Regions from separate parts of the Capsicum annuum genome. Here region 2 is linked to region 1. The links are chromatin contacts, called in public Hi-C maps. All regions are on one chromosome and are shown on one strand. The core of a region is the stretch at or near the end of the contact, and the rest is flanking DNA. Distances in the headings are between cores, read along the strand shown. Region 1 overlaps LOC107875634 (DDT domain-containing protein PTM). Region 2 overlaps LOC107875629 (putative phospholipid:diacylglycerol acyltransferase 2).

Region 1 (6,881 bases), core at 1,387-3,886:
TTATGAAGAAAACTTGGTAAAAGATCTCCCCTCAGCCAACAAGTTCGTTAATGCACTTCCGAAGTTGCAAAAAAGCTTCTTGGTGGCTTCTTGTAAAGATATATTCTCTTATCTTGCGCAGAAGAGAGATGGCAATGCTACGCATTGTTGTGCTTCATGTGAAGTGGACGTGTTACTCAGGTACCCATTTAATGTATATTTTAAAATTCTTTTTTAGCTCTTTTACACAATCCTTTATTGATATGATCCTGCTTCTCCAGGAACACGATCAAGTGCACTACATGCCAAGGTACCAGTTGATCAGCTACTTAAGATATTGTTATTTTTGGCTCGCACATCAGTCTGTCTATCAGCAATTGGCCTATTAAACTTTTGAGAATGTTTCTTATAGGTCTATGTCACAAGCGATGCACAATTAATTCAACAGTTACTGCTAAAGAGGAGACTGAGTTTATGGCCTCCTGCAAACAGTGTTACCAGAAGAGAACTTCAACACAATCTGAAAGTAGTCATGAATCTCCTACTAGTCCTTTACTCATGCAAGGAAAAGATATTCCAGTTCCAGTGTCAGCCAGAAAAGGAGTAAAAGTAGGTAGTTCTAGTAATCCATCTGCATCCAGTACGACTCTAAAGCATTCTTCTAAGGTGAAGCATGCTAGTACAAATTTGGCTACAGGCTGGAAGCAACACTGGGGTGTTATTTGGAGAAAGAAGAATGAGGGTACTGGTGATTTTAGATTTAAAAACATTCTTCTGAGAGGCAATCCAGATACTGATTCGTTAAGACCTAAATGCCGCCTTTGCCGTAAGCCATATGATCCTTATCTAATGTACATCTATTGTGAATCATGCGAATGTAAGTTTTATTTCTATGCAGGAATCTTTTTTTCTTTTTGTCTTGAGTGTATTGGTTACCACCTTTCTTTGGGTTGACAATTAATCTTTTGAGTTGCAGCTTGGTTCCATGCTGAAGCTGTCGGACTTGAGGAATCAAAGATTTCTGAAGTGGTGGGGTTCAAATGTTGCAAGTGTCGTAGGATTAGGATGCCCATCTGCCCTTTCTTAGATCCAGAAAGCAAAAGACAGTTAGAGGAAAAGAGGACGTGTGCAAGGGCTTCAAAGAGGGATAGTCGACGAATTGAGCCTGATTCTGGGGTCATTTCAGAGCTACAGAAAGATGACAATACCAGCACTCCAGCAGTGCCTGTGGAGGTATCCCCATCTTTAGAGGATAATAAGCCTCTTGTTTCCACTGTTGCAGAGCTTACTGAGCACTTTACAGTGGGTGATTGTGAACTGAATGCTGAAACTTATGATACTGATTTGAAATCTTCTTCTGAGTTATCCACTCCTCTTGGAGGAAACACAATGGTTCCTACAGAAGAAATGCCAATTCATGTTGAACTGGCTGCTAGACAGCTAGTAAGGACACATGTAAGACTTGAGAAGGACTCAGATACTCCTTTTGCAAATACTCCATCAAATGTTGATTTATTCACCCCTTCTATAGTTGAAATGGATACTTCAAGGGAGTGTTCCGACGAAGATGGTCATGAATGCAAGTATATGGAGTTTGAGCCTCAGACATGTTTCGCTTTCAATGATTTACTTGCATCTGATGATCTTGGTCCATTGGATGGAGTTGACTCGTTAGCCACTTTAAACAAGAAGGGTGAAACATCATCAAGGTTTCTACCTGATAAGAATGCTGATACGTCTTATGTCAAGCACGAGTCTGCAATTAGCAGAATATCTGCTGATGCTTTTGCAGTTACTTGTAAGATGTGTTCACGTAACGAACCACTCCCTGATCTTTGTTGTGAAACATGTGATATATGGATCCACCGTTATTGTTCACCATGGAATGAAGAGGAGTCTGGAGAAGATGATTGGAAGTGTGGCAACTGTAGGGAATGGAGATAATTGTTGCTGAATCTTCACTATGTAAGGTGTTGCATCTTGGGCATGCATAATGGCTGATTGAAGGGGCTTACCATTGATACTTTACATCACAATTGGAGAATGAATCAAAATGAGCAAGCCACTCGTGATGTCTGCCAAGGAACTTTTAATCAAGTTCCATCGTTTGGTTAGGACTGATTTTGTCGTAAAAAGGGTATAATTTTCCTGTGATGAGTTGATTCAGAAAAGCTAATCATGCACAGATTCTTTTAGGAAAAGATTATTAGGAGGTTGTGGTAATTTGCTCCAGCCTTGACGGATAAGCAACCCTTTCCATTGGTGCTTATCTGATATTTTTACTGTAAAAAGAGGTCTACAGGTACCAGTTCTTTTCTTTATAGTATTTTTTTAAACATGACCGGAAGAACTATAAATTTAAACTGAAATGGGACACTTGTGATGGATAGAATTTATGTACTTGGTGGCTTATGATTTTACAGTCAAATGATCAAGTGATTCTTCTTATCTTTGCAATTGTACACCAACCTTGCCTAGAATTTTAAATACTACTGCATTCTTTATCTCGACTGTTCTTCTGGAATTAACGATATCATATGGTAGCATGATCCATCACGTCGTTCTGTTATCTTTTGCTTTCTGCATAGCTCGACGACTACTATAGTGCAGCTTAATATGACCACCACCATAATATTTTATTCTCCACGTCTCGTTCAGTTACGATGTAAAGTCAAATCTTTGAGAATGACATCAGTATGCTAGAAAGCATCAGAAGTGTGAACAGAACTCAGGTATCACTCTGACACAATGGTTCTTTTATGCTGCACTTTCATCCATTAGCCTTAATAGCTTTCAGAGATAAAGACAAGCAATAGCGAAATGCAAAATAATCCTATGTGCTGTTGAATTAACAAACACTTCTTCAGCATAAGCTCCATTTAGATTATTGAGTTTTATCATGTAACACACTTTAACACATCTTCAAGACAACAATGGGCAAGAAATTCAATCGACGCTCTGTATCTTTTTTCCTAATTATAATCATAGGGAACTAAAATACATAGGGACAAACCAATGTGGAACTTACAAACACCCCGAGTTATTAATGCTAGAGAACCGATTGTGTAAGGCCTGACTAAAGGCAAATATAAAATTTAAGGAAAAGAAAGAAAAGAATAAATAGACCCTCACATCTAAAGACTACAGACCTCACAAAAGCACAAGATATTTGTGCAAAAGAATCTCAAAACTCCGATTTAACGTCCCAGAAGTCCAATGTTATGATATGTCGATCAGAAGTCTCACCCTCTCTTCCGCCAGCCCTGGCATCCCGTTTCTCAATGTCCATCTTGTATTTGGGACGTGTGGGTGTGCAATATAAACAAATTTTACAGCTGTCGTTTGTGGTCAAAGTCCACCACAAATTGGAAACCACTTAAAGCAAACCAGCAAGTAGCGCACCGGGGTCTGATACTGGTGGAGGTGGAGAGGTTGGCTGAGGTTGAGGTGGAACTAGTGGTGCAGCAGCTGTGGGGGCTGTAGGGATAAAAACCAATTGTTCCTTAATGAACTCCTTCAACCTACAGTGAGAAGGAAGTTCAAAAGTTAATAGTACGTTGGTAAGGAACCAAAAGTCACATTACAAATGCACATTTTGGTCGTACTCGAATGTCAGAGTAGGATCTCCAGAAGCAACTGTCATACGCAATTGAGTTCTATCAGCTGGATCTGTTTCTATTCTTACCTGTATACAACAACAGCAGTTAGATAATAGTTGCATGGTTCTATAGTTTCGACTGTACCATACATTATACTGTTGACATCCTAGGAAAGAACATGCATCAGAAGGAAATGACAATTTTGCTAGAGACTATTGTAAAAGATTGTGAACAGCTCTATTCAGTCACAGTTGCAATGCAAATTTTTTTTTCAACCCCAAGAAAGAACTAAACATTTGGTCAAGAAGAACAAAATAGAGCAAGGTACAATAACCTCTTCTGCTATATATTCAGCATAGATCTTTCTTAAATGAAAAAACAAGGTACCAAAATTGACAATGAATGGTTATGTTGAAATCATACAAATACAAGTCATACGATATCTAATTGAATCACTTTCCCACTAAGGTCATTTAACAGAATCATTAAGGCATAGAAACCACAAGACCTCTAGCTTACCAAACACAACATGGCTCGTGTACTCTCAGAGTAGAAAGTTGTGCTAGCGACCAAATTATTTGCATTTGGATCCTGAATAAGAAATCAGAAAGTGCAATTTAATGAATTATTATGGAACCCATAATTCACATGGACAGAATCAAAATTGAAGAAAGATTAAAGATCAAAAACTTACTAGCCCTGGACAAACCATCAAGCGTAAACTGTTGAACAAGTTTGCCATTTCCGGAAGTAACATTGGCCTTACACCTCTAACCTGGTCCATATTTGATAATTAAGTTAGAGATGGTAATTGGGATTACAATGCAAACTACATATACAAAGGTAGAGAAAGTTCCAGATTTTACTATTAATTTTCTTATTCTCGTACATATAGATTGTAGGGATATATGTATATTCCCCAAGTCAAGCAAGAATTGAAAAAGACATACCACTTCTTGGAGCTTCAATGGTGGCCCAGATAGTGATCTCCACTGTGGGAAAAACTCTTCTGCAGAAACTGATATAGGCTGAAGAAACTTATTCAAGATGGCAGGAAGTCGAAGTTTAACATTGACCTGTAAATGCACATCTACATGAATACACATATAACTATAAGAACAGTGAATTGATGATCAGAAAATAAATGTCTCATACCAACTGCGCCCCAAAATTATATGAGAAGTCAAGAACCGCCAAATCCCTACTTGGACGGAGGTTGACTACTTCGAGAGGACATTGAACCTGCAGGAGTTCATTTCACTAGGTAATCAAAAGATGAAAAAAGACTGACCAGGACAAAGTGCATGAAGTCCTCTCCTAATAGCAGCGCAATAATAACCTAACCTGTGCACGAGGAGGAATTGTTTCGGGTACTAATGACAGTTCCATTCTTAGATGAGATGGGGGCAATATCAGAGCCTGAACCGAAATAAGCGGAGCCGTATTCTTATTTCCCAAGAAGAGGACTAGTCTTCCATGATGTGCTCGCCACTCTGCTTTTATGCCGATCTGGAATCATGCAAATAAAATAAACTACGTGCTGAAAAGTCTATCAAGGACAGAAACAAAAAAAAGAGTAAGTACCTGAATATAAGGATCCTCATACAGTATACCACTGTCTTTGAGGACCAAGGCATGAAACCTTTCTGCAATATTTCCTATAGGCTACAACCATGAATCATAAATAAGATGGTCAAAAGCATGAGTTAGAGATGATGAGGGAAACTGCAGTGAGATTATAAATGCGGCAAAAAAAAAAAACTCTGAATTTGAAATGTTGATCATAACAGACTTAAACTGAGATCAGTTAAAAGAACTTCCAATGGCCAGATACATATATTTGTGGTCATGGCAGGAAGGCCCCTATTACTAGCCAAACACTACTTGGAGCTTATTTAATTTCAGTTAAATAACCATCAGAACCAGACAGAAGGAGAGGGCAGCATCTTTCTTTCACAAAGTTTAGAAGTCATCACATGAAAGCCAGAAGATAAAGCAAATAACCAAAGTTGGACAGAGGCAGCACCTGGACAGTTGCAGTCTCTTCAACAGGTGCAAGTGCTAGTGCATCCTCTGCATTTGGAGCAACGCCAACACCGGAGCCCAAATTATGGGCAGGTTGGGCACCATCAGGTTGAGGGCCTTCAATAGCCAATGGACCTAAAAGATCTCCCAGAACATCAGGTGAAGGTGCTGAAGGAGGTTGAGGATCCACAACACTCAGAGTTCCATTTGGCTCAGTCTCCCCTTGATCTGCTAAGTTACGATCCTGAGCATGTAGCAAATGTTAATTGCGGGCTTATACTCACCGATAAATAATTAAATCCTCACTTCAGTATAATGGTGCGAGAAACAACTTACTGTGTTGGTCATGCTTGGAACCTTCACTAGACCAAGGTGGCTGACTGGTGGAGTACCATTAGCAGAGGGTTGATCTGTTACTGCAAGAGCATTAGAGGTCTGCTGCTGTGTACGCAACTTGTGAGCACTTTGTTCAGCAGTATCAGCCTCGGTATCTTCTGCTTTTTTAATTAAAGAGGACTACATCCAAAGAGAATTTGTGGCTAAATCAATAACAACTCAAAAAGTAAAAGAATAAAACGATAAATTGTGCTCTTGTGAGGCCATAATGCAGCTGAAGGCCATCCCTCAAAAATCCGAAGGTTAATTATGCAAACACAGTACAGATTGTAATTAATCAAATTTAAAGTTGCTTGCGTACCTGTCGCTCAGGGAACTTGGGCATTTCAGCTAAAACATCCATTAAAGCTGCACCTTTCTTACTCAACTCTAAGTATTCCACAGCTCGTTGCTGTATTTCAGCATCGATGCAACTCTCATATCTAGGATATTTGTGCAGTTCTATCCATTAGCTGAATACATTTGGATATATAGGCACAATGAATAACACATAGGAGGCACAAATTACATCAGTCTAAAATCTTACTTTCTAAATATTGCCAATATCTGATTCTGTAGCTCCGAATCTGGTGGTTGTGTGTGCATCAAAATTTTTGCATACGTCGAAAGAAGAATAGGTATTGTTGAAGTCCTGAACAGTATAACTGGTGTTAAGATAACAGAAAAAACCAGAAATTAATGGAAAAACGAGATCAAATGTTGAAATGCCCTTACGAAACAGTAGGAAGCTTCTCATGAATGAGGCTGAAGATCTCCTTTGGACTACATCCTGGCCTTCTGGCAAGAAGATGGCTGTATTCTCCAAGTATATATGCACTTACCTGCTCCATCATGGTGAAAGGGTTTATAATTTTTTCATTAACATTAACAGGGTAACGTGTT
Region 2 (6,464 bases), core at 595-3,094, 74 kb after region 1:
AAACGATTGCTGATCGCTGTGAACATGTATTACTGGTTTGAGTACACTAGAGGGGATTTCTCGACCGTAAACAACAACAATGCCTCAATTTGAAGCTAGTTTGAGTCGGTTAATATGAATCATCACGACTAAAGGTTTAACGGCTTAACAATAATATGTCTTATGTTGCTCTTTCATTCCTCTGATTCACTAAATATGCATGGAACTGAATCTTTTTTCTCTTTTTAGGGTGGTGGTGTAACTTAAACAGAATAAATAGTAGTTTTTGCTCTCCAGTCCGTCATTTAGTGACTCTGCATGCATTGTTGAATATTAACAGAAATTTGTGCATGAGTATGCGCCTGTTTCCAGCACATCGTGTGAAGAGTTGTTGACAGAGTATGATGAGATGAGTCGAGAGAACATCAAGAGAGTGACTGAAAACAAAGCCTACACGGCAAGAACTCTAATACATCTCCTCAGGTTTGTAGCACCAAAAGCGATGCAGCGTGCTGAGGCACACTTCTCCCATGGATTAGCAGAGAACTTGGAAGATCCAAAATATAGTCATTACAAGTACTGGTCAAATCCACTTGAAACCATGTAAGTGTGAATATGTAGTGAATCTACTGTCCCCCATTCTATTGCTTCATTGAACGCACCTCTGTCACTTTACTAATTCTGATGCAATAAGCCAACCATACACTAATGAAGCCAATCTTCCATTTTCAGGTTGCCAGATGCTCCTGAGATGGAGATTTTCTGTTCATATGGAGTGGGAATGCCCACGGAAAGATCGTATGTCTACAAGATGTCACCTTCTGACAGATGCAAGAGCATTCCTCTTCAAATTGATACCTCTGCAGACGGAAGCCATAATGGCTGCTTGAGTGGTGGAGTATACTTTGTCGATGGCGATGATAGCGTACCAGTCTTAAGTGCTGGCTTCATGTGCGCAAAAGGATGGCGAGGCAAGACACGTTTCAACCCCTCGGGCATTGCTTCTTACGTAAGAGAATACCAGCACAAGCCACCATCCAGTCTGCTAGAAGGTAGAGGCACAGAGAGTGGTACCCATGTTGACATTCTTGGGAACTTTGCCTTGATCGAGGATGTTCTACGAGTTGCTGCTGGTGCCTCAGGTACAGAGTTAGGTGGTGATAGAATTTATTCGGGTATCATAGAAATGTCGGAACAGATAGATATTCAGCTATGAGAGTATATGGATGATGAAGAACAAAGTACAGGTCGGGAAAGAGTTTAAAAGATGTCGGAGTAAAGATGAGTACGCTAGTGTTGTTAATGGCGTTGCCGGACACAACTCAGGAGACAAACTTGATAGGTTTTTTATGACAAATGACTTGAGAGAGCTCCAAGAAAGAATCAGGGTAAATCAGGTGGTTATGGGGCAACATTGACATTGATTCTAAGTTTCTAACTCAGACAGTAGCATTTAATTTCTGACCTACGTAATCTACTAATGATAAATTCTCAGTTTCTCTAATCAAGTTGAGTAAAACTCCTCAGGCGTTAACGATCATTGTGGTAAATTTCTCTTTTGAAGTACATTTGCCTTGGACAAGGTAACATTTGCCTGGGGCGTCACTCGTGAAAACTTAAAATTCTTATCTTGCTGCGAACTACAAAAGCAGAGCCGAAATTAAATTTTTTGAACGGTATTACTTTAGACGTAAACTACTGAAGGAACACTTGGATGATACATAGTTTTGTTTTTATTTTTTCTACTAATCAAGTTCCATCTAAGAGAGAAATTACTTTGAGTACCATTTCAAAGTTCGAGTTCCAAAGCCTCTTCTTACAGATTGCTAGATGGAAAAAAAAAAACTGCCCGTTCCATGAGAAAAAACCAGGTTTTATCCACGCTACCAACAAGAAAATCGTCGCATGCATCATAACCTTATTGAAATCTTGGAGTCAAAATCATGTCATTGGCAGGCAATGAATAAAATCTAAAGAGTCAATCCACAGAACAAAGTTGGCTCTTTCCATAGACCACTAACAAGTCCAGAATTTTGTCTTGAGGTATAAACAAACAAGTGTAAGATCATGTACATACTACAGAAAAACATTGGACTGCCAAACTCTTTGTTTTTTCTTTCCACCAAATAGAATAATCAACTAAAGCGAATTAGGCAAACTGCACAATGCTCTGGAACAATTCTACAAGGATTGGTGGGTGGAATGGCGATAATCTCCAAATGGGACTGTTGTAATGAACACTTTCTCGAGCTACCTAAGCTACCTGTATTTATCAGGGACAACTCCCAAGTAGCTAGAGGGCAGGATAGCTAAACACTAAGCTGGGACAAAGTCTCATCCAAAAAGAAGAGCTTTTCAAGGATACTAAACAAGCCAACACTTGTATATTGTGACACTTTTACAACATCAGGCAACCACACATTCTCCGCAAATCCTTCCAGAGAGATATCTTGAAGTGAGGTGATTCCTGCTTCGCTGTATTACCCCGAGAATCAAGATTGCCAGATAAAAGATAGATGAGCACTATCTTACTTCATCGTTTGTCAATAATTGGATCATCCATGAGTTCCTGCAGTAGACCTGTGGGGAACAGGGTAAATCATTAACATTGAAATGAAGATTGTAAAAGCAGCTTAGCAAACATTTTGCTCGTTTCATATGAAGTAGTAACACAACCATGAAACAAGATAGGGAAGAGATAGTTCTGAAATTGGTTTACGAAACAGTCAAAAATCTCCAAACAGCATAAGAATTCTCAAGCACGTCTGGATAACATATAGGATGGTAACAGGATAGAAAGTAAAAATAGGTCTTACTTGGCATATTTGCAACAGTAGTGCAACATTTTATCGACATCTCTTTCACTGACATAGCATCCCTCCATAGAAAGAGTTTCCTTCAAGTGGTCATCAAGGGTTCTCCATTGACTTAAAATTTCAACAATTCGGTTTAGCTATTCATCAATAAAGGATAACAGAATTCGGAATGTAATATATAAATCAGTTGATTAATTATGTCCCAATCCCAAACTAGTTGGTTCTCGCTATGGGAATCCTCCATATGCATTATTGTGCTCTACCTTCCATTCCAATACTACCAGAAGGTAACATCACTTTTAGAAAAAGAAATGTGGATACCAGTGAGCATACCATTGGATAGTGGTTTACTTAAGAAAATTCATTCATCTCCAAAGAAGAAAATATTTCTGAATATATATATGAAAAAGGATACAGCAAATGTTCTTGATATTAATTTGGTGGAACCTCTATGGTCTTCGCTGGAATCATCAACATTGTAGTTAAGAAGTTCATCTTCAACCACCTCTGACTTGCTTGTAAGAACTGAGACATGCTGGTGCAGATCTGAAGGACTCATATCAGTTTTCAGAATTCGAGCCAGTAACCTTGCAAGAATGCTCCAAATTGCACTTCGTGCTTCGATATCATCAGAAGCAAAAGGAAACACATCAACTAAACCCTGTAAGAAAAGCCTGTCTGAAATAATCCAGGAGTCATTACTGATTTGATAAATTAACATAAACTAAGGCCAACAAAATCAGACTAGCATATGTTGATGTGATTATGAACTCTCACCTTGTGATATCTCCAAAGCCAGATAAGTTGCATCAGTCAGAATATTTGCTGTCAAAACTGAAGCAGTAACGCAAGAGTGGGCAAACTGCAGGCAATGCATACATTAAAAATTCCTCTACTTAAGAACTCAAATATTGCTATAATGTTTCTACACCACGATTCTTCTTCTTTTGTTTTAATAGATAAAGTTCTATGCCACCTATTTTATTGTTTACTTCCACATTTTATTCTCCCAAGTTGTTTGCTAGATCCATAAAAAGGGAAAATGTGCTTTCGCTGATCTTTAGCTCAATTTGTAATACGCAAGGATATAAATGAGAAGGTTCTGCCAGTTGTTAACATCATACCTCAGCTTTATCCGGATGCTTGATCAACTGAACAAGTAACTGGAAGAGTTCCTTGTTTGAGCAGATTTCTTGTGAATAATCATCAATGACAGAAAGTGCTTCAATAGTCTGAAGAATCAAATCTAGAATAGAACACCTGAGACATAATCACAAATCAGTTGAAGGTTCATCACAGATGATAATTTAAAGGAAGCCCCCATGCATGGGCATTAGAGCATGAGGGCCAGGGGTGAGGGAGGGAAGGAGGATGACTGCGAACAATGATGAATTGCGATATGTTTCTATGTTCTATTGACTGCACATGATACAAATAAAGTTTAACATGAAAAATATTAAAGAAAAGTATAACATGCCAAGTAATAATGTCCTGAAGATATGTATGCAATAATTAGCAATCATATTAGCAGTGAATGGAGAAACAATTAAACAGCTTCTCCTTGAAAAGGACAACCCAAGATAAGAAAGGACAGACCTTTCAGGTGATCTTTCTTCCATTAACTTGCTTATCTCGACAGATAGGAGATCAACCAGAATTCTTAGGAGGCCTAACTTAAACAGTGGTGGTAGCAATATTGCAACAACATCCTGCTTACTTTCTGCTATTGCTAAGAGAAGATTAATGCTCTGTAGAGAAGAAAAAATTTACATCAAATGCAAATGCTGAGCAATAACAGTATAGAAAGCAACACAAAAGATATTTAAAAACATAACAGAAGAACATGTCAGAAGGACAAAGTGTGGTATTAGATCTCTTTCAACAAAACTAACAGATTAGGAGTTTAATGACTTTATCCATCAGAAAGATACTCTTACCAAATACCACCATCCTTGAATTGCATTTGATTCAAAGACATTGCTATGGTTGGTAACAGTAAACTAATCTTTATATTGCAATAAAAAAGTCAACTCTTTTACTTCTAGAGCAGTCATGGGTAGATGTATCTGGAAGTCTATTCCTGTCATGGTTTGTTTAAAAAATAAAATTCTTTTGGGAGGAACAGTAAAATAGAAAATAAACTCTCAGGTATACCACATTTCCTGGATATCAATAGTAATTTTCAGGACACACCACATTTGCAGGTTCGCAAGTCCTACATTGGAATGAGACATTTATTTGACATAGGGTCAAAGTCAGCGATAAATACAAACAATTTCCATATATACTCATCCAACAAGGAAAATATACACCAGTTTTAAAATTGCAAGACCCCCAGATTCAAGAAAGTCGGAAGCAGGCTAGTGAACCAACACTGAAAAATAAAAAGCTACATGGAAAATTGAAGCCAGAGTCAATGCTACCTTCTCAAGAAGCTGGACGTTCAAAGTGTTCTCTACAATCCATAAAATACGAGATAAAATTTGTTCAGGTTGCAGAGCTTCCGCCAAAAAAACACTTTCGTCGCTTGGAAGAAATAAAGTTAACAGCCTGTAGGCAATGTCAACTATAAGAAAATTTGATCGAGATAAAGCCAAGGCTAAGGAAACTAAAATGCATCTTATCACATGTTCCCAGAAAAGAAAAATAACTCCCGTGCATTACTATACTGAAATGGGATCATCAAGTCAAAGGTACAGGACTTTCACAAGGATATGGTGGATTGCAATCAAAAAAAGAGTAATACTTAACAGTAAGGAACAACATGACAATGATTCCAGATTAACAGTAACAAGCATAAGAATGCTATTCTCCATGATGGCACTGCAATATAAATATTACTACCATTGGTGTTGGCATCAGTCACCTACCCCCCAAAAAGAGGTAGAAAAAAAAGCAATGTGGCTTAAGTTATACATCACAAGATAAAAAATATTAGGGCAGAATCAATTACTAATTTTGTCATAAAGTAATATTGTACCGGCATGCTTCACAAAGACATGGTGTGTCATCTAGAAACAATTGTTGCAACACTGCTCCAATCAGACCATTCGTAGAAGTGATCTTTTTTCGCGGAACATCATGGCAAGCTAGGTTCCCAATAATACCAAGGCTAATTTCCTGTTTACACGTAATGACTTCATCAAATATAAATTCGACCATCTCTCAAGTTGAGCTCTATGTGGTCACCAGAAGACCAAAATTTAACATAAGTAAACTTCAAAAAGGAAGGATCTAACAGACGAATAAAGGAAGACTTACAGTAATCCGTGAAGATTTTGAGACCATCAGAGTCGCCAAAAGCACTTCAAGAGCAAAGTTTTCAACCTGCACATAGAACTTAATCATCCCTCTAAAGACTAGAGCAGTGCACGTGTGCATATGGAAGGCCATCCACCCACCAATAAGAGCAAATTCAATCCCCCAACCCCGCACGAGACCGAACTCCAAATAGAGAAAGACAAGGAATTGAGTACAAATACAACAGCAACAACATACCCAGTGTAGTCTCACAACTAGGAACACTTATCAGTACTTTCATCCTTTTTTTCTTAAGATAAGTGTATAGTGGATATGTTGTTGTTGTTGATAAGTTTAGTGCTTGATCTTCCAAATGGGAAGTTCCTTTCCTAAGCTGTTGGAACCTCTTCTCCATTTTGTATATACCGC

Evidence for each region. Hi-C and Micro-C count contacts between places; a contact is called where the count stands out from the background.
Region 2: a contact with region 1 is called in a Hi-C map of leaf, with 2.1 times the contacts expected there. The contact joins two enhancer-like sites. A contact is called at or near these places in 3 of 5 Hi-C or Micro-C datasets (leaf and pericarp).

The regions. Positions count from the first base shown.
Region 1 is chr6:219,830,070-219,836,950 of UCD10Xv1.1, forward strand. LOC107875634 (DDT domain-containing protein PTM) reads left to right here. Exons shown (of 10, transcript XM_016722421.2): 7 at 1-180; 8 at 261-289; 9 at 392-856; 10 at 956-2,427. The coding sequence ends at 1,923. LOC107875633 (AP-2 complex subunit alpha-1) reads right to left here. Exons shown (of 27, transcript XM_016722420.2): 15 at 6,714-6,820; 16 at 6,526-6,630; 17 at 6,301-6,421; 18 at 5,940-6,119; 19 at 5,605-5,847; 20 at 5,163-5,243; 21 at 4,923-5,087; 22 at 4,734-4,820; 23 at 4,529-4,654; 24 at 4,273-4,353; 25 at 4,098-4,169; 26 at 3,585-3,664; 27 at 2,842-3,500. The coding sequence ends at 3,356. Among protein-coding and RNA genes, the nearest start is that of LOC107875634, 9.8 kb to the left of the region's middle. Within about 2 kb of position 2,637, at least 4 of the 5 cell types and tissues checked have an H3K27ac peak or open chromatin away from gene starts, as enhancers often do. A contact at or near this core is called in leaf, where this site is marked.
Region 2 is chr6:219,904,892-219,911,355 of UCD10Xv1.1, forward strand. It overlaps LOC107875629 (putative phospholipid:diacylglycerol acyltransferase 2), which reads left to right. Exons shown (of 6, transcript XM_016722417.2): 5 at 320-582; 6 at 712-1,519. The coding sequence ends at 1,195. It overlaps LOC107875628 (protein saal1), which reads right to left. Exons shown (of 11, transcript XM_016722416.2): 3 at 6,057-6,122; 4 at 5,776-5,915; 5 at 5,219-5,345; 6 at 4,392-4,543; 7 at 3,920-4,055; 8 at 3,573-3,657; 9 at 3,211-3,473; 10 at 2,796-2,932; 11 at 1,966-2,559. The coding sequence ends at 2,535. Among protein-coding and RNA genes, the nearest start is that of LOC107875629, 6.9 kb to the left of the region's middle. Within about 2 kb of position 1,845, at least 3 of the 5 cell types and tissues checked have an H3K27ac peak or open chromatin away from gene starts, as enhancers often do. A contact at or near this core is called in leaf, where this site is marked.